Regions from separate parts of the Mus musculus genome. Here region 1 is linked to region 2. The links are chromatin contacts, called in public Micro-C maps. All regions are on one chromosome and are shown on one strand. The core of a region is the stretch at or near the end of the contact, and the rest is flanking DNA. Distances in the headings are between cores, read along the strand shown. Region 1 overlaps Gm28888 (a long non-coding RNA gene). Region 2 overlaps Inpp5d (inositol polyphosphate-5-phosphatase D).

Region 1 (4,379 bases), core at 221-2,720, 850 kb after region 2:
CGTAGCCTGGGATTGGAGAGGTTATGTAGCCTGATCTTGGGGTGAGCTCAGGGATTGGTGGAATTTCGTGCTCAGGGATTGGTGGGTTTTGGTAGGTTTTTTCCTTTGGAAGTGGGTGCAGATCTTTTGCCCTACAGGCAGATGGGAAGAGAGTTCTGACCGTGCCCAGTAAGAAGTGTGACCGACTGTGGCTCCTTTTCTGAGCACAAGCCCTTCTAGCGGAGTCCTCTAGTCTCTCCTCTGCCTGGAATCAGAAGGGCGATGACTATCCTGCTCAATGTTCGAGTTGCTCCCTTTCCGACCAGACTCTCCCATGGCTACATTCAGCGAAGTCCACAGGGGGTTGGGGTTGGGGGAGCTGTATCTATGTTTAAAAGATTCTACAAGCCTGGTTAACCAAGTACAACTCTTCTGTGAAGAGTTGCAACGTTTTAGGTCCAGATTTAATAATTCTTGAACTATCTTAGTTCACCTCTGTTTTTGACCTAGCATCTTCGTGACTATTAGGTAAATCCTTTGGTGTCTATAGAGCATACTTCCACCATCCCAAAGGCTAAAAATGTTATTTATATAGTAGCAAGAACTGGACCTGCCTGCTTGATACTCCATACACTATTTGAAAATTCATCTTGATTTCTAATTTTTCTTGTTCTGCTATTATAGAAACTACATGAAACCATGACCATATTGGAACACAGTATTTGGCGCAAACTGAATCTGGATTCCTAAGCCACAGTCGGCCATATTTGGCTCCAGGATAAACTATTGCTTACATTCTTTAGCGTGAGAGCTGTGTTTTTGTGTTGACAATTGAAAGATCCAGTGGTTGTAACCTTTGAAGACCGAATTTTGTAAACTTCAGGTTTCAAATTATCCATTTGCCCTCTCAAAAATCATTTCTCAGGGCTGGAGAGATGACCCAGTGATTAAGAATGCAGAGTGCTTTTTGCAGAGGATGTGAGTTCTATTCTCTGTACTCATGTCTGATGGCTTACAACCATCTGTAATTCTACTACTACTACTACTACTACTACTACTACTACTACTACTACACACACACACACACACACACACACACACACACACACACACACACACACTTAAATGTAATAAAAAGAAATCTTAAAAAAAATCCTTTCTGAGACAAAGATAATTTCCTTCTGGGCAGGGAGGAAGATGAAGGCTGTGCTGTTCAGGAAAGTAGCCAGCATGTCGGTGATCAATGTATTGATCCTCCTGTTCCAGTCCAGCAGAACTCATTGTCCTTTCCCTCACGGCTCTTAGCAACAGCTTCTTGAACTCATTATTAAATTACCAACGAGAGCGTCTGGAACAGTCTTTGCCAGGCAGTCCTGCTCTGGTCTGCAACAGGCCTCCCTAGAATATTTATTGTACATCCTGGGATGGTGGGCATTTAATCTCTCTTTGTGGTCAATAAACTGAGGCTTCGGGAGGTGAGGTAAACGGCCCAAAGATTATGCAAGCTACGCACAGCAGAGAAGCTGAAAACGGGAGGGCTTCGCGCCTCCACGCATACTCTGACTTCTTAGCTGAGTTGCCAGCCAGTTGTTTTATTTGCCCTTTCACCTGGTGCTTATAAAACTACCCATAAAGTCCATAAAATCACACAGCTCTGCAAAAGCAGCACGCCAGTTAACTAACTGCAGGAACGCAAAAGCATATCTAGAGAAGGCTCTCTTTGTTGTCCTTTGCAGCTTAGCTCTCATTTTAACTCATGTTTGTGTATTACAGATAAGAAGAGAACAGAGTAACTCCTCCCTCAGCAGCGATGGACTGCCATGGAAGCCTCTGATAAGGATGGGGCCCCGGGGCACGCCTTCCTTCATGCTGGATTTTGATGGTCTTGGCCTCATGCGGGTCTTTCGTGGGGAGCCACTTTTGCTGTGAGCTGGTGCATGCAACATCAGTGTCATGTCTACAAGCCAGTATTTCCTAACCCTCCTTTCTATCCACCTGCTCTTGCATTCTTCCTACTCCAAGAGTATGTGGTTTCCCTGCCAGCAATGTCCAGCACTGGCTAAGACCAGTGATGCCTTTTCTTCCCCAGAAGCCCGTACAGCACAATGCAAGCTAGCCAGGCTCTTGAGGATGATTTCTTGAAGCCTCACATCCAAAATGAGTACTGTCTTCAACAACAGCATTTCATCAGGCTTCTCCAAGTATGCTTAGTTCTGGCTAACCCGCTCCTACCATCCATCTCCTTGCCCCACCCTAGCCCCATCTCCACTTGAACCTTTAACCCTGAGCATTTCCACTGCCTCCTATCATGTTGCCTGGGTCCCACTGTCCCTTTGAACTGATTTTTCTTCTCAGTCTGGAGGACCATAGGTTTCCACGTAGCTTTCTCATGGAAACTTCATTATTTAGTGCTCTTTTCCCCCTTTGGAATTCATCTTGGAATAGGGGAAAACCAGCTCTAACGTTAATTTTTTTTCTCTAGCAGCTGGTAAATTGCTCCAATATTGCATATCAATCCAGTTCTTCTATTCCCATTGATTTGAAATTACAGAGTACCTAGAGTTAGCAGGGTTTGGGGGTAGGGCTAGGGGTGGGAAATGACCCCTCTTTTATATGAAAATAACTGAATGGAATCAAGTTATAACAGCAAGAGTGAATACCCTCACACTTATGGTTCTGGAGAGAATTATATGCACTATTTTTGGAGGATATTTTTACTTTGATGCTTTTATATATTTTCTAAAGTCCCTTTGGTTTGTTGTATTATTTTGTAATCAAGAAAACTGCACATCACATGTCATCTTAAACTATTGTGCCTTTGATTGAATAAGGAGAAGGGTTTATAAATTCAGCCTATTTTCTTCTTAGAGTTATCTCCCCCGCCTCTGCTATATTGTAGAGCATTCTCTAAATTCTGAAGACAGTGCTAGCTAATTTTCAGCCTTATAATGGGCCCATACCTCAAATTCATCACCCCATAAACTTTGCAAGCAGAGACGATAAGTGCAGGTTTTTTTTTTCAAGTGAAGAATTATAGCTCACTTTTGGAGGGAAAAAAAAAGTCAAACCCCAGGCGTGCAACTGAGCTGTGTCAAGGAAGATGAGCAGGGCATGGTGGCATTCCTCACCTCATGTCAGCTGTCTGATGACATAGTCTTCTTCCGTTGACTTTTGGCTTCAATCATTTTGAACATATTTTGCCCACTTTTTCTTCTCTTCCTCATGTTTTGAGATGTTAAGCACTTTCCCTTAAGGGCATAGTTATAAATGCCACTCCTCACACCTCATGATGGGACGCTATACAGCCATGATATGTTGTTCCAGGTCTGCCCTATGGGGATCTGTCCATATGTGTCCATGTGTGTTGGAGTTCCTAAGTGTGATTTCCACACTTACATAAAGGTGTATATCATGCACGGTAAGATGCGGTTTTATTATTTTGCCTGTTTTGTAAAGTTCCAAGTGTAAAAGTTGGTGGCCCATATCATGAAGGGATGACACAAGGAAGTGTACGGCAAAGGCCATCTGTGACAGGTTCAGCTGTGAGGGAGCATAGGGAATGTGACAGACAGAGACCCAGGGAGCAAGGTGCAGCAGGAAGACATGATATCACTGTGAGCTGAGTCTACATCAAGGAGGGGAGGGACGGAGAGAGGAAGGGAGGGAGGGAGGGAGGGAGGGAGGGAGGGAGAGAGGGAGAGAAGGATTCTCAAGATGCAGAAGGAGAAGACATCACCCCTCTATGCTTCCTGCCCAGTGGCACATCTATATAGACAGTGGCAGATCTATATAGATTGGTTCATATGGGCTTCTTAATCCCATGGTTTCTGATTGGCTTTGAATAGACAGGGATGGGGAGTAGGGAGAAAGATGAGGATATTTGTTCCCAAGCTACCTCCATGCCATGCTGCAGACAGACAGTGGCTAGCTACTCTTTCTGGTACCATGCCTGTCTCTGGGTACCAGGAATTACTTTGCCCTTTTGCTCTTCAAGGCCATGGTTTCCTGATGCTGGCAGCTATGCATCACATTTCTTCTTTCTCTCCTTCTCCTTCTCTTCCTCCTCCTTTTCATCTGTGCCCACACCTCACCAATGACCCCTTCGTTAAACTGTCCTTTCTGAATGAGCCACTTAAATTGTCCACAGCTGTGTGTGTGTGCATATTTTTGTGTATGTGGTGCATGTGAGTGCACATGTGTGTGCATCTGTGTGCCCAGAGTCAATGTTAGGTATCTTTCTCAATCTCTCTCCACTTCATTTATTGAAGCAGGGCCTCTTGCTGAACCTAGAGCTTTCTGATTTGTCTTCTGGCTAGTTGGTTTATTCTGGGGATCCTATCTTCTGAGCGTGTGGGTGTCAGGTGACTCCTGTGCCTGCTTGGATTTTTATGTGGGTTGTG
Region 2 (4,238 bases), core at 34-2,533:
CAACAAGGAGCAAAGTCTTCAGGATTTTGCTGAAAAGAAAGGGGTGGGAAGGGAGATGTGAGGCATGTTGGTGGCTTCCGGAATGTGACAGGAATGATGAATTGTTTCGATCAAAGGGGTAGACTCAGAGCTGCCTTGTTGAAAGGCAGTCCTTAGGCAAAAGGCCCCAGAAACATGGAAGCGAGAGAGAAGTTATGAACAGAGGCAAAGCCTCGGAGGGCAGCTCATGATGGAATTCAAAAGAAACCACATCAGTACTTCCAACAGTCACTTCCTCCAGACGGTGGGACTCGAAGGGGGCCAGTTCCATCCAGGGTGTGGCAAAGCTTCCGTCTAGGGGAAGGGTCTGCTCATACTGAGCTTCATGGGAGAGGCCAGCGTGAACCACTGTGGGCTGGAGTAACGGCTGTACTGCATAGCATGGTGGTCAGGCTGAGCACAGTTCATACTTTTTCTCGTGTGCGCATGAACACCAGGATGGAAGGCGGGGCGGATGGGAGGCAGGGCGGATGGAAGGTGTGGTCTAGGGGTCAGGGAGTCCCTTTCCCAGCCCAGTCATTGGTGGGAAGCAACAGAACAAATCTGAGTACCCGCAAGCAAGCGCCCTTTTTTAAGCTTGGCAGGTGTTCGTTGCCTGAATACTTTCTGAGATGTGGACGCCACCAGCTTCTGGAGACATGGCTCAGGGGAGGTGGCTTAGGCATGCAGCCGTGGTCTCTACTTTTTTTTTTTTTTTTTTTTTTTCTAAGCCTAGGACTGTGTGAACTTTGCCTGGTGGCTTGGTGTCCTTGGCAAGTGGCTTCCTGCTAGGAGTCAACTCTCTTAAGTTAAAAGTTAGTCGGCATCTTTGATCTTTCTCCCCTTTTGTGGTTTCTTCTGTTCCTTCAAAGTGATGAAGACTTTAAGTATGACTGGAAAAGAGGTGACTCTGCGGCTTCTTGTTGAGGGTTTGTGCCCACAGCTTGTGAACCCATAACTCTGCCTGTCTGGAGTCTGTACCCACGTTCTCTTCACTCTTGCTTCCGTGGCTTCCTGTGACCCCAGAAATGACCACAGACCTTCAGTGGGACTAGGAGCTTCAGTGTGCTTTGGGAGTCCCTCTGGCTGATTTTTTTTTTTTTTTTTTTGCAAAGGTTTAGTGCCTTTGGTGGCCTGAAGGACACTAGAGAAGCCCAGGCCTTGGGACCAGAGGCTCTGGGGCCCTGGCTGGGTTCTACCTCAGTGAGTCAGCTCTTCTCTGTGGGTTGCTCCTCCCCTGCTGACAGCACTGCTCTTCTCAGATCCCAGAGGGAACCTGATTGGCTCAGCCACCAACAGCTCTCTCTGCCTGAACCACTCACCAGCTACTGAGCTCTTTGCTGCTTGGCTGTTAGGAAGCAGGTACCTGCCCACCACTGACAGATGAGGACAGATCATAGCCTCCTGTGGCTACCTCAGCCAGGGCAGTGAGCAGGCAGTTTTTATAGAAGAGATATGGCCTTGCTGGACACAATTGGTTTCAGTCTTGCACTTGACCTATGACCTTCTTGGTCATCTATACCAGCCAAGGGACAGGAAGCCATGGGCCTAAATGGTTTGAAAGTCCCCACCTATAAGGATGTCTTGTCCTATAAAAAACAAACAAGCAAACAAAACAACAACAACAAAATCCCCACACATTTACAAGTGCTGGAGATGTAGATAAGCTCAATTGGTAGAGAGCCTATCTAGCATGTGCAGACATGGTTCAGTTCCCTAGTACTGTGTAACACCTGGCATAGTAGCACATCCCTGTAATCTTAGCACTTGGGGATAGAGGTATAGAGTTAAGAGGATGGAAAGTCTTCAGGTACATAGTGAGTTAGAGATCGGCACACATGCATGTGCACACGCTCATGCACACACACATGCATGCACATGTACAGAACACACACCAGACATGCTAAAACAAACAATATAAGGAACAAATCAAAGCTCACAGCCAGTGAAGGCAAGGCAGAAACATTCTTCAGGAAGCGTTGGTATTTGGCCACTGCTTATTTTAACTCCAGTTCCTCTTTTCATGTTGAAGCAAAACCTGCATTCTTTCCTGAGCTTAGCCACAGTTTCTGTATAACTCAGTCCTTATACCTAAACCTGCTTAGTGTCAGCAGCAGCAGGAGCAAGGCTGAGACTGCACAGCGACACACCAAGGGCCTTCATGGTCCCAGCTCTTCTTATGGGAGGTCCTTGTTGAAACATTCATTCCACCTTCAATCTTTCCCAAGGACAATCTGTATCTCGTGGTCCAGAAGGCTCACTGATGGAGGGAAGCACGACCCCCACCACTCAGGGACTCAGCTCTGACTTCATTACTTATAGACCTACAAAATCAGAGGTGGGAAGGGTGGCAGCAGGATTCTCTTGTTTAACGCGGTAGACACTAGCGTTCACAACCCTGCTTCCAAGCTAAGTCTTCTTTCTCAGGGCTCAGAACATGTTTCCAGGCATAAATGGGTACTGAAACACTTCGGCAGTATGGGACCCAAGACCATTTCACGGAGGGGAGGCAGGGTAGTGGTCTCTCTGAGATGGGCCCTTCCTTGCCTATTTGGATGGTATTTGATCATGAATAGCACTTGGCTGTGTGTCCTGTGCATTCAGGATTTTGCAGCCACATGGCTTTGTTCAGGGACTGTGAAGAGACCAAACAGGAAGATAGAATGTTACATCTCCCCTGCTGTGGTCACAATTCTGTTCACGAATGACAGGGATGGTCTCCATGGAGGCCATTGTTCTCTTTACTGCCCTTGTTCTTAGTAAGGAGACATCCATGTCCAGTTCTTGGTAAGAAGGGAGACAGGGGGCTGGTGAGATGGCTCAACGGTTAAGAGTGCCGACTGCTCTTCCAAAGGCCCTGAGTTCAAATCCCAGCAACCACATGGTGGCTCACAACCATCTGTAACGAAATCTGATGCCCTCTTCTGGAGTGTCTGAAGACAGCTACAGTGCACTTACATATAATAAATAAATAAATATTTAAAAAAAAAAAAAAAAAAAGAAGGGAGACAGCCACATGTTCTTCAGTCTGCAAGGTGAAAAAAGAATGGGAAGAAAATGGGAGGGAAAGAGATGCTGAGAACAGTATAAAGGGGGGGGACTGAAAGACATAAAAGAAAAGGAATAATGAGATGAGGGAAAGATAATGAAGGAAGGAACAGTCAAGAAAGAGGAAGGCTGTGGACGTGATGGGTACGGTTTCTACAAAGGAAAAGAGGTGGGTGCATGCAGGGCGAGAAGCTGCAAAGGTGATGGAGGATGAAGATGGAAGTGTGCTGTGGGCTGTGGAAGGTGTCTGTGGAGGATGTCTATCCCTGGCTCTGCTCCGGGCACTGAAGCAAGGATCCACAGACACTGTGAGACAGGTTTAACGCAGATTCTCAGACCCAGAGAGTGTTCTGATTTAAAGTCCATGCGGACATCCTCTGGGTACTGTGTGAGGCCAGAGGCAGGCAGGCAGGATGCTTACTTAGCCCATCGGGCCCCGGGTTCCCATGCCTAGAGGCGGTGTTCGTGTGAATCCTGGGTCCTTCCTGAATCTACAAAGGAAGTGACTCTCCCCTCAGGGAAGTGACATCCATCTTGGGCCGCTGACTTCAGAGTGAGCTGTTCACCCAGTTGTTGCCTTTTGGAGTAGCTTTGCTCCCTGGGAAGCCAGGGAGGGTCTGAGGCAGGACAAGAAGTCTTAACAGACAACTGTGTTGTGTCTGAGGAGGCTGAAGAGCTCTGAGCAGCCTTTAGACATGATACCTCTAGCCAGGTCCACCACTGAAGCGAATAGGGGCCTCTGGGCTTCTCTTGCTGCCTGACACTTCCTATGAAGAAGAAAAAAGCCCAGCTCATGATTCTGTCGCATAAATATCTCTGTGAACTTCCTGTCTCTGCTGAGCCGGCAGTGTTGGGGATAAGGACTGTGAAAACTGGGGTACTGTGGGTTTTCATGCACGTTCAGAAGAAGAGAGGCTTTGAGATGGTCTTTCCCACAGACGCCAAGGTTACTCTTCCAGACAGAAGGAAACCCCACTAGCCAGAGCCTGTCGTGATCTGTGTAGATCAGACGCGTGACTCAAGTTCCTGGTCCCTGGTGATGTCTGTCACATTGCTCTGGGCAGTTCGGCATCTGGAGAAGGAACAAAACCACGTTTTCAGAGCTGGCCGGTCACAAGCGTCGGGGAGGGCGAACGGTTGAGCCGTTGTTATGAAGTTCAGGAAGCGGGTGG

Evidence for each region. Hi-C and Micro-C count contacts between places; a contact is called where the count stands out from the background.
Region 1: a contact with region 2 is called in a Micro-C map of the G1E-ER4 cell line. The contact joins two enhancer-like sites. A contact is called at or near these places in 3 of 484 Hi-C or Micro-C datasets (the G1E-ER4 cell line and erythroblasts).

The regions. Positions count from the first base shown.
Region 1 is chr1:88,490,386-88,494,764 of GRCm38.p6, forward strand. It overlaps Gm28888 (a long non-coding RNA gene), which reads left to right. Exons shown (of 3, transcript XR_387232.2): 3 at 1,753-3,401. Among named protein-coding and RNA genes, the nearest start is that of Glrp1, 17 kb to the right of the region's middle. Within about 2 kb of position 1,471, at least 33 of the 459 cell types and tissues checked have an H3K27ac peak or open chromatin away from gene starts, as enhancers often do. A contact at or near this core is called in the G1E-ER4 cell line and erythroblasts, where this site is marked.
Region 2 is chr1:87,636,383-87,640,620 of GRCm38.p6, forward strand. All of the region lies in intron 2 of Inpp5d (inositol polyphosphate-5-phosphatase D), which reads left to right. Among named protein-coding and RNA genes, the nearest start is that of Inpp5d, 18 kb to the left of the region's middle. Within about 2 kb of position 1,284, at least 207 of the 459 cell types and tissues checked have an H3K27ac peak or open chromatin away from gene starts, as enhancers often do. A contact at or near this core is called in the G1E-ER4 cell line and erythroblasts, where this site is marked.